Linked DNA regions of Mus musculus: region 1 is linked to region 2. Evidence: chromatin contacts called from public HiChIP or PLAC-seq data. All regions are on one chromosome and are shown on one strand. The core of a region is the stretch at or near the end of the contact, and the rest is flanking DNA. Distances in the headings are between cores, read along the strand shown.

What was found. HiChIP or PLAC-seq counts read pairs in DNA pulled down with a chosen protein or histone mark.
Region 1: a contact with region 2 is called in an H3K27ac HiChIP or PLAC-seq map of epiblast stem cells, with 3 times the contacts expected there. The contact joins two enhancer-like sites. A contact is called at or near these places in 3 of 115 datasets of contacts at active chromatin or transcription factors (astrocytes, epiblast stem cells and extraembryonic endoderm stem cells).

Annotation. Positions count from the first base shown.
Region 1 is chr5:117,999,416-118,005,395 of GRCm38.p6, reverse strand. Fbxo21 (F-box protein 21) reads right to left here. Exons shown (of 12, transcript NM_001346588.1): 10 at 4,868-5,058; 11 at 3,224-3,381. Among named protein-coding and RNA genes, the nearest start is that of Tesc, 25 kb to the left of the region's middle. Within about 2 kb of position 3,100, at least 17 of the 459 cell types and tissues checked have an H3K27ac peak or open chromatin away from gene starts, as enhancers often do. A contact at or near this core is called in epiblast stem cells, where this site is marked.
Region 2 is chr5:117,359,923-117,365,693 of GRCm38.p6, reverse strand. It overlaps Wsb2 (WD repeat and SOCS box-containing 2), which reads right to left. Exons shown (of 9, transcript NM_021539.5): 2 at 1,935-2,103. Among named protein-coding and RNA genes, the nearest start is that of Wsb2, 5.5 kb to the right of the region's middle. Within about 2 kb of position 2,218, at least 182 of the 459 cell types and tissues checked have an H3K27ac peak or open chromatin away from gene starts, as enhancers often do. A contact at or near this core is called in epiblast stem cells, where this site is marked.

The DNA.
Region 1 (5,980 bases), core at 1,851-4,350, 640 kb before region 2:
AGTGTGGATGTCTCTAGTCAAAGGGTTGTGGGGTGGAGCCACCAGAAGAGTGAACGCTTGATATTTTATCCCTAAAAGACAATGCCAGGCCACTGAAATGACTCAGCGGGCAAAGGCACTTGTAGACACCCTAAGACCTCAGTTTGCCCCCCAGGACCCATACAGTGGGGGGAGCCGACTCCCACAAGCCCCCTTCTCATCTCTTCCTGCATGCCACAGTCTGTGCCCACCTCACCACACAGAATCTAAACAAGAGAAGGCCAAATGGCCCCGAACATAACCAACTGTCACTTTATACCCCTCACTCCCACTTCGGGGGTCCTCACCCTGGCACCACACGTGCCAGCAGGAGTGGACGGTGTGAGGCTGCAGTGGAAGAGCAGCCTAGGAAATGTCAGGAGCTATGGAAGGACCTGCCATCCAGCTACGGCTCCTGCGCTCAAAGCCTCACCAAGGGCCCTTAGGTAACAGATGAGACATCGCCTGCCTGCCTGGGGGGGACCATCCCCATTCCCCACCCCCCCAGAAAGGCACACCTCCATAGAGTGAAGGACAGGAGCCAACAGAGTGTGTGCAGTGCTCCCCCTGGTGGCAGCAGGGGGTCTGCCACGCATGCTTTGGAGGGCTAAGGACTAGAAAGTCATTTCGCTACTCAGGAAACTAGACTCACTGACAATTAGATCTGAACTAAAACACACAATACAAATGAACTAACGCAGAGACGCTCAAAGGGAAGCTGAAGGGAGCAGTTTCAAAATGTAGGGCGCTGGCTACTGAGAGCCCAGTGGGTAGGGCCCAAGTCGGGCTTCAGCATCTGTGTGGGCGGCTCACACCCCCAATCACTCCAGCTCCAAAGGACCAACACCTCTTGTCTCTGCAGGCATTGCACTAACCATTCCCCCACCCCCCCACAGGCACATAATTTAAAGCAAAATAAAGTCTTTTAAAACATGTTGCTGCTCAGACCATTGAGTTGGCTCGGTGGGTAAAAGCACGAGCTGTGTACACAGGACCCACACAAAGGGGGAGGAGAGCCAGCTCCTTAACGCTGGCTCAGCCTCCAGCACATGCTTGGGATGTGTGTACACCCCATGCTCATGGCATGTGTGTACGCGCGCACGCACACACACACACACACACACACAAAAACAGTAATTTTCTCTAAAAAAAATTTAAAATCTAGCAAGGTCTCCATCCTATGGCCATGGGCTGTGAGCACCCAACTGTCCTCAGAGACCATGACACACTGGAGTAAGAAGCAGGCTCCTGGCGGGGAGCGGGGGTGGGGAGCGGCCCAGGGAGAAGCCTCTCCTGTCACTGAGCAGATGCAGCAGGCACGCCTGCCTCAAGCACATTACTCCTGCGTCAGCCTGGACCAAGTGCTAGGGCAAACCGCAGTGTCGTAGGTCTCTGGGGAATGACACTCACAGGACACAGTATGACTCCCTGCTAATGACAGAAGCCGAGTTACCTAGGGTCAAACCCAACACCACCTGGTGTGGGCCATGATCCCCGCTCCTCTGGGTGGGGTGGCCTGTGGGGTAGTGATGGCCATGCAGTCAGGCCTCAGACTTCACTGCCAGGTCACAGAGAAAGCAGAGGTAAAGAGACAGTGAGCCAAGCTAGAAGGTCAGACAGCCTGGGCAACCAATGCCTAGATGCCTAAAACAAAAAAAAAATTCAAGTCCTGGTGCAGCAGAGATTGAAGAGAGAAGCTGTGCTATAATGCCAGGCTCTGCAGAGGGAGGGAGCCATAGCGGAACTACGTGGCTGAGCCTGTCACACTGTGCAGGGCTGCCCTGTGACCACTGGGCAATGAGGAAGCTGATGGAACATGGGCTGTTAGCCATGTGGTTTAGTGCTGCTGCAGCTCTAGTTAGCTGCGAAGCAGGATTCTATAACGCTCCTACGATCGCTGGCAAAAAGTCCACATCCCTGTTCAGTGACAAACACATCCAGATGAGGAGCCCGCTGGCAGCAAACAGCACCGTGCGGAGTGTGTCGGCAGGCGCAGGCAGGGTGGAATGTGAGCAGACACTTAGGATCATGGGGTAGAGAACCCAGGCTGGAAGCCCAGCACATAAATCAACAGTTCACAGGTCGCAGGGACAGGTTAGCCCAGGAAGGTGAGTGATGCCTGAGTGTGGCTACAGGAAGAGTCCCTTGCCACCCCTGCACCCCACAGCCAGCAATAGCAGCCCTTGGGAGAGGCCACACTCTGGGCTGACAGGAAGGCCACTGGAAACCAACACAATTACAGGCACTTGCCACTGTGTGGCACTGGGTCAGTGGGCCACACACTTCCTTTTTCCGTAGACTGCTGGCTTGAGCTATTCAGAACATCTAAAGTTCAGTCCTCGGTTTATCAAGTGCATCAGGCAAATGATCTAAGACTAAATGAACTGTTTCTAGAAACTTCCATGCTCTATGTAAAGATGTCACACCTACTGTGTATACGTGGACAACTGATGTGCCTGGTGCTGCCATGCCCATAAGCTTTCTGAGGACAGAAAGTCTCCCTCACCAGTCACCCAACAGAGCCTGGAGAGTTTGAACTGGACTCAGCTTCAAAAGCTGTGGGAGCCTGCAGAACATCCAGGGAGCATGGCGGCACCGTCGCCTTACCCAGAGACCCATCGTGCTGTGACTGCAGGGTCCTCCTAGCCTCCACACGACATGGTCACATATGTGGGAACTATTCCTGCCTTCTGAAACCTTGCCACTTGAGCCCTCGGTATTTTCAGCTTTAGTGTGGGTAGAGCAAGCCTGACGGTTCAGGCCAGAGCCCATCGCCAAGCTCCTGCTTCACATCCTTCTGGGCAGGGCAAAGTGGAAGTGGCCTCCATAAGCTCCAGCCAGCTCTGCATGAGAGAGGCTGAGCCTGCATCCCAGGCTGACTTGGTACCCATGAGTACATCTGTCCATCGTTCACGTCCCCTCTAATTAATACAATCTTGTGCATCTTCCTGGTCAGAAAGCACACCAGGCTCACAAGGTAGTCTCCGCTCTGGCTCTTCAGCTCCACCTATCCCCGGCTTAGGACTTCCTGGGGTCGCCAACACACAGGGATGGTGAAAGGGACTGCACTTCCCACCTGTGGCCACACGAGGGCGGCTTTGGGCCAGTATTAGAAGCCAGGCGGGGAGATATGGCAGTTAGGAGTCTGGCTGGTGTGGACCACATGGTCAGGCAGAGGCCAGTGCAGGTCCAGCGAGTGCCTTACCTTGGGCTGCATATCTGCAGGAGCCATCCTCCACCAGGACGTTGTAGAAGGGCTGATGGTGGCCATGAGGCAGGCTGTGCACATTCATGTTTCGGATCCACTCATGCCCCATCATGCACGTAGGGTCCCAGCCGTAGATCACACAGTTGTAGCCGTACCTGTGGAGCAGGGGAAGATGGCCAGTGAGTTCCTAGGGAGCCCGGCTAGGGCTCTCACACCTTCTGTCCATTCCCTGCTTTTACCCTGTGTCGAGTCCCTCGGACACCCTGTCCCTCTTACAAACCCTCACTGTCAACAAAGCACATCACTGGAAAAGAATAACCTGTTGTTATTGCTGTTTGATTTTTGTAGACGGTTCTCACTGTGCAGCTCTGGTTGTCCTGGAACTATGTAGATCAGGCTGGCTTCAAACTCATGGAGCTCAGCCTGCCTGACCCTTGAATACTGGGATTAAAGATGTACACTGCCATACCTAGCTTAAGAAACTTTTGAACAGCCATGCAGCAGTGGTGCACGCCTTTAATCCCAGCACTCGGGAGGCAAAGGCAGGTGGATTTCTGAGTTCGAGGCCAGCCTGGTCTACAAAGTGAGTTCCAGGACAGCCAGGGCTATACAGAGAAACCCTGTCTCGAACCCCTCCCCTGGCAAAAAGAAACTTTTGAGCATAGTGAGAGACACACAGAAAAGTGTCGGTCGGTGTCAAAGGCGACAGGATGGGGGCTAGGCTGCAGATATCATGGATAGTCACTGCAGACTAAAACAGACTTCCAGAGGCACAGCAGCTAACTATCACATGACTTGAGATCCAAGAAGGACAGAAGCAGATGACAGTAAGGCCAAGTGAACAGAGGACCATAAACAAACTACCATGCAAAAAACCTCCATGACCCACCCAGCTTTGGAGGAAGTCAGGCAACTGCTTTCTGCATGTGGTCAGATGTAGGTACGTGAGTGAGTAGTGGCGCCCTCCCTCTCCTTCACAAAGTCCCAGAGTGGCTAGGCTGAATGTATGCAGCATTAGCGCCTTTAGTCCAGACCCGAGGAGGAAGAGGAAGAGGAGGAAGAGGAGGGTGTGGTGCTCCAGGGTACCAGGAGCTTCAGCTGCCTCGTGTCCCCTCCTATCCACTTATGTACCTTTGCAACTTTCCGTTCACTAAATGAACAGAAACCATAGCCCCTACCAGGGAAATCACTGACCGCTCATCCTCACAGGCAATGGAGGGGTGGGGAAGGAAGGAAGCCTGTGTGGCACGAGACAGAGCTGTCTTTGCCAGTGAGGGAGTCCTGCAGACCAAGTGTCACCTGCTGCACTTGCATTGCAGGGCATGCTGTGGGGATAGTCACTCACAGCTCATAGGCTACTTGTGGGACTTGAACCCACACTACCACTCTCGAGTTAAACTGCAATGATACACAGATGTGTACCCAACTGCAACCCTGATCGATCGGGGCTGGCAGGGGAAGAAGGGAGAAGCAGGAGAGGGCCTGGGGCTGCAGCCCAGCAACCTATACAAAGTCTTAGTGCAGTCAAGAGTCCATGTGAGACATGATTCTTCAGCCAGAAGCAGGGTGCTCTGTGAAATGACCTGAGTTCCTGGGGGGAGGGGGGGTGGCCACAGAGGCCGTGGGCAGGCACTCACTCACCTCTTATGCTTCATCACAAGCCCGATGGAGTAGCAGACATCCCTGTGCTTCTCCTCGGAGCGCAGCTTCACCTCCACGCCCACCTCCTCCTTCTTACGCTCAATGTGCTCTAAGGTATGCTGCACGAGATAGCCCACCGCCCCGTGCTGCCCGGGGTCCAGGGTCTGGATGTGCTGGAGGATGTCAAGCACCTTCAAGACAAGACAGAAAGACTAGGAGATAATATTTTCGCCAGGCCTTTTCTTTTCCGAAGCGTGGGATCGACACCTACCCACGTAGCCTGACAAAGACTGGCATGCCACTTGTGGACCAGGATTCTTGTGGGCCAAACATTCTTGGTTAGCACAAGAGCTGAGGAAGGCCCACTTCTTTTTTCTTTTTTTTTTTTTTTTTTTTAAAGTACAGAAACCATTCCATCCTGTCATTCTTGCTTTAAGAGGAGAAAATTCCGAGACCCCTTAGCCAAGGCAAAAGACGCTTGGCAGAACTATCCTGGGGCTGGATGGGTCTCTCCTAAGCTGATGTCATTGGAGGGAAGGGCCAGGCTCAGCAAGCTTCCAGAAGGCAGCCACCTGTGCAGAGCTGAGGCTGGCAACAGGGCTGACCCCGACACTGTCTGTCTGCTGCGCTCAGCAGCCCCACTCGAGAGTCAGGCAACGTGCGAAGTGTGTGCATACACACTGACACTGGAACCCATGCACTGCGGTGCTGGAGCACACACTGGTCTCTGACAAGCCTGTCCTTCCAGTCTACTGAGCCCAAGCTGCTTAATGAGACATCTCAGCGCTAGGCGCAGCCCCACCCACCTTCCGGCTGCTTCCCTCTCCAGCCGCTTCCTGCCACACTGACAGCCATATCCACAAAGCCTTAGCAACTTTTCTGAAGCCAACCTCGCTTTCCAAGCAATACCAAGGGCTCCTGGTATTTCCTGGGGACCAACTGGAGGTTTCTGTAGGGCACCACATGGCACAGCCGCCACTGATTTGGCTCAGTAAGTTGAAATGCTGGCCTGAGGTCAGAGGGTTAACAAAGATGTGGCCCTGGGTATGACCTCAGTCCAAGGTTCCAACCACCATTGTGGCAGGAGAATCCGATAGAAGCATCTTAATTACT
Region 2 (5,771 bases), core at 969-3,468:
TCATTCTTCAATACCCGCGCTACCTCCCCAGACCAGTGATTTCCCATTTAACACACTAGTGAATACATTTCTTGTTTTGGTGAATGACACAGAAAAAAACCCTAACATTCCAACAGCCCTTCCCAGTTTTACTGATTATAAAGAGAAGGCTGTACTTGCCTGCAATGATGTAGGTAATTGAGAGTAAGAGTACTCTAGAGGAAAATAACAACAACAACAACAAAAAGACTTTTCAGACAATAAGCCAAACCTAGACTCAAACCCAGATACAAAGAATCTCTGGCTCTAGTTAGGAAATGTACCACATCCATAGTGAGTGACGCTGCCCTTCCCTTCCTGTTATAGAAGAACCTCACCCAACTCACTTGTCAGGGTGAAGCCACTCAGGAGGCAGCCCACCACCAGTCACCTCAGAGCCCCCACCCCCACTTTGGACAGTCCAAGGATTCGAGGGAGTTAGGTTCCAGGAAATAGGGACTGTGTAACTCATACCTTCCTCCCCAGCAGTGTGGGGCTGTCCCAGGACAAGCAGGACTCTTGGTGGCATTACCAGTATCAAGGCAACAGCTCCCCACGAACTGTACCTAAGCATCACGGAGGAGAGATGCCAGGAGCCTCCAGAACAAGTCTGATGTACTTCTGTGTTCTCTGCCTCTGTTCAGTGCCAACTGAAGACAATGTACAATGACTACATGCAGACAGGCTCAATCAATCGATCAATCCAGACTCAACTGAATAAATAAATAACTCAGAACAGAAGGAAGACACATCAACCAGGAGAAACACTGGCACCACAGCAAACTACAAACTAGGTTAGAAAACCAAGGGGAAAAAAAACAAACAGAAAGGAAACAAAGACCCAGTTAGAAAATGGCCAGAGATCGGAGGAGGAGGAAGAATTCCCTGAAGGAAGGACTCAGAGATCCATTAGCACAGGAAAAGGCTCCGAAGGTAGCAGGAAGGAAATGCAAATCAGACTCCACCTCACACCAGGAGAGCCAGGCAGGAACACAGTGACCACCAGTGTCCAGTGTCTCAAGGAAGCCTCCAATTTCAAATCTGAAGAACTAGGTCACAGAGAACTGTACCACCACTGTGACAAACAGCCTCCACTCCCTCAGTCCAACACTGGACGCACACGCCTCCGCAGATGTGTCCAAAAACATTCAGAGCAGAGAAAATAAAATAAAAAAACCTGTCAATTGAGTCTGGCATCTCACACCAGTACAATGTCACTGCGCAGGAAACAGAAGTGAACGGTGGTGAGCGCACGCACACGTGTACACACGTGCACACACACACACACACACACACACACACACACACACACACACACACACACACACACACACACAGAGCCAGGCACTATTTGTAGCTGTGTTGAGAGAGTCCCATGCAGAAACATCCAAGTAAAAAGCCCTTGACAGGTGAGCCCACAGTGAGGGCACAAAACACAGTAGTTGCCAGGTCAAAGCCATGGAGGACAATGGAGACAGGTGTCTCTCTGAGGAAGTGACAGTGCTCGAGAACGGATTCTGGTAGCAGGTGCACAGCTCTGTAGATTTTCTTTGAGGTGGAGTTACACCTAGTGCAGGCTCTCCTCCACCTGGTGGTCCTCTTGCCTCCAGCTCCCTAGTACTGATTACAGGATCACCGAGCACAGCTAGTGCTATATATTTCACGTGGACAACCTGTATGGGGTATCACTTCTAGCTCAATAAAGCTGTTCAAAGATTCAGGCCAACACACTCTCTACAGACCCGGTTCCCTGTGTCCAGACTGTGGGGTGCTCGGTCCTCACGAGCAAGCCCTCAGCTGTTCAGACTTTGCCCACCTAATCTTGGAAAAGACTCCCAAAGAGTAGGGAGCAGCCTGGGAAAGTGCCCAGCTCCCTGCCACGGGCCTCCTACGTTCCCCATGGTAGAAAGACTTACAACTGTTCCTCTAAGGGCCAGGGGACCAGCTTGACCACGCAGTGTCCTTGAGACCAGGCGAACCAGGAACCGTCTGGCGAGAAGGCCACGCTCCAGGTCTCACAGCTTGACTTCCAGTCGAACTGGTGGGGGCGCCCAGGCTTGAGTTCAGCCAGCAGCAGCGGCTCCTCTGGGGAAGGAGAGATCATACTTCAGAACACAGGTGACCGCCAGACTGGGGAAGCTGCTGTCTGCCCAAGACCGAGGGAGAGAGGAGGGCAGTAACGGTAGCCACAGGCTACATTCCAGGGTGGTTACTCAGCGGCAACCCTCCCATTGTGTGACTCAGAGCTACCTTGCTGTGGTGAGGACTTGGTGAATGAAGTCTCCTTTTCCTGTGAACGCCAAAGCAGGAAGAAAGTGAGAAGCAACTGTGTCCCCAATGAATGCTCTTAAGGTACCTGGTGCCTTCAGTTTGAGGGTTCCTTCTCACGCCCAGATCCCTCATCACTTCCTTCTAGAACACTCTTACTGGCTCTACTTCCTTCTTCACACAGTCCCCTTAGCCCTGGCTTAACCTGATCTAAGTGACTACTAAGCCATTCTTGTATCCCCAGGGACCCTGCCAAAGCTGAAAACACAGCCAATATATCCCAAGGCTCCCAGCTGCCTGAGCCCGGTCTGCAGCCACACCCCAGCACTAAGCCCTCCAGCAAGCCACCTCCTAGGTCATTGCCCTGCAAAGCCCAAGCCCCTTTTTTCAATCACGTCCAGTTCGTTTTCTAAGAATTGCACTTATGTCTACTGACAGGCAGCACCCCAACTTCCTACTATCAAAAGGAAAGAAGCCCAAACCTATTGTAGGCTGACACTTCAGCATTTTCCGCACCACCAAGATGACTACACCTCCCTCTCTTGAAAGCTCCATCTATCTCCTAGGAGTAGGCAGTGTTTGTTCAACCCAACCACAGGTCCTCTAAACGCCATGGCCAACTTCTAAGTCAGAGCCTGAAGAACGAGGGGTCTCAACCGTTTGTGCACAACCCACTCCAGTAGTTCTGGGATTTAACGCTCTCTGGGATAATAATGTGGTTTTTAAAAGTTATGTTATGTGTATGAGGTTTTGCCAGCATGTACATTGGTACCGTATGCATAGTGTCCATAAAGTCAAGAAAAGGGAGTTAGATCCTCTGGAACTTAAGCCACCACACGGGTCCTGGCAATTGAACCCAAGTCCTCTAAGAGAGCAACCAATGCTCTTAACTGAGTTACCTCTCCAAGACTCCTCAGAAAATGATTTAAACAAGCTATATTTCCTATATTTCCCAGCCTGCTTTTATGTAAGTTCTTACATTTGGGCCTCAAAGAAATCGGCATATACCTCAGGACGAGAAACTTTTCCTCATTAGAGGCACAGCAAGCATCCTTTCTAGGTGCACGAAATGTGTGGTTTCCCACCCCCAGAACAAGGCACTGAGATGCATGTCTTATGTATCAAAGCAGACCTGGCCTCCAGGTTGTCCTAAGTTCCCTCAGCCCCCACCTGGCATACCCTGCCCCCAACCTTGAACTTGATAGCCCAGGAGCCTGACTGCCCTTCCCCTAGATCATTACTGCCCTTCTCTATATAATCCAGACATTTTGGGGTGTCTCTGTCTCTCTCTTCTCCCTCACCCTCAATCCTTGGGGCCAGTGAACTCGCCCACTGGAGGGCAGCTTCCCAATAAACCTTCCTTTAATATAATCTAATCTGGCTTGAACTGGCTCATTTCACTGGCTGGAAAATAAATAACCTGTCACATAATCCATGCAATCCAAGGTTAGCATGATCCTGGTGAAACAGAAGGTAATGACTCACACATGAAGCACATGTTTTCTACCATGTATATAATAGGAAATTGGATGTGTCTCTTTAAGGATTTGCATGACTGTGTATGGGTGGCAGAAGCAAATGCCACAGGGCATGTGTAGGAAGAGGACTGGGAACAGTTGCCAGGAGCCGCTTCTCTCCGTCTACCACGAGCTTGAAGGACTAAACCAATTTTTGTGGCAAGTGCTTTGAAAACCCACTGAGTGATCTCACCGAACCAACAGATACACCATATTTCATAAGACATGTTGCTAGAAATTAAGATTTCAATTAGTATCTGAGTACATCACATCTTGGCTTTATAAAGAAAAAAATGGAGATATAGGTTTTAATCCATTAAGCCTAAACTGCTGTATGTATATGTGTGTGTGTGTGTGTGTGTGTATGTGTGTGTGTGTATTTATAGACTCACATGGCTCCTGCCAGAGATGTGCAAACACATGTCTGCATGAGCATTACTTTGTGGATATGAACATGTTCTGGCCTCGTGTCAACATGATAAGGCTGGGAAAACTGTGTCCCTCTGGCACACTTGCACCTGACTCACTTCCTCCCACACACACATTGCCCTCTCCTCTGATAACAATGGCATGGCACGGATGACGCTCTACACAAAATAAAAGGCTCAGCCCTTGTTTCTTTCTCTGCCCAGACCAAATTCACAGTCAAGTCCCATCAAGTCTGTCTCCGAAAGCCTCCGCTAACCTTCCTTTCCAGCCCCGTGGCTACTTCTTGAATCTCTCCAGCAGCACCTGTTGCCGGGCCTACCAGGCAATCTTCTCACTGCTCTCTGGGGCCTGCTCTGACTCCTCTCATCTGTTCTTACTTCTTAGCTTGCAGTCTCTCTTACCCAGTTCCTACCCTCAGCTCCAGCACGATCAGGCCCCTTTGACTAAGCTCAGTTAGTTCCAACCTCTGGACTTTGCACCAGCTCTCCAAGGCTGCACCTTATCTTCATTGTGTCTGCCTCAAAGGACTCCTCCCTCCAGGCAGTAATCAAGGGCCTTCACAACTCCTCATTAATTCCTTTCTAGAACTCCTGACTACTGAGGTCATTACCACTCCCCCACCCCCACCCCCCCCTCCGGCCTCACCCCCGGCCCCGCCCCAGGCACTAGGAGGTCTGCTCACAGCAGCAAATCTTGTCTGTTTGTTCCCAAAGCAAGCGGTCAGGCTACCAAGAGATACTCGTGACAGACATGCAATACCTCTTAAATACACAGGAAGTGGAGCCCATTGGACTACCAAGATGCATGTGGCATCCACTGTTCATTTGGAATTCTCAAACCCTAGCCCTGCCCAGAATTCACACTCTATTTCTGGGGTCTGGGGGGTTTCATCTTTTGCTATTTCAGGTCAGGAATCTAGATTCTAAAAGAAGACACCAGTCTCCTGGAGTCTGGGCCCAAACTAAACTTGGCAACTGGAAAACAAAACTGTAATTCGTACAGCACTTCCAAACAAACCAAGCAGAACTGGGAGGATCCAGCTTCATCTGAGACAGTACCTGCATGGCCCGCCGCGGCTGGGTCAGGACTTTGGTAAATTAATACGCCCCGCATACTTTCTGGACACCACGTGACGTACGGATAAGTGGGAAAGCCAACATACAGGGAGAGGAGGGCTCAATTAAGCTAATGAGCGTACGCACCCCTTCACATTCTCCGCATTTTTCTCGGGGAGGACTCTCTTAAAAACCTGTCAGCAGTTTCCAAGTACCTAACTGTTATTAACTGTAGTCACTGTCCTAGCTAAAGGAGATTCTGTAACCTTTGACCGACATTTCCCTAACCCTTCCAGGTTTCCCAACTAAACAAGGGATGTGTACAACAGGCAGAACGGGAGGAGGATTATCAAAGCCTCTTCCACACAAGGAAAGCCCCTTTAACAGAGGTGGAGGCAGGAGCATGGCTGGCAGCAAGCTTGGTAATCCTTCCTCCTGCCGAGGGATCTTTGCATTGCTAGGCTGAGCTGTCAGCTTGGAGAGA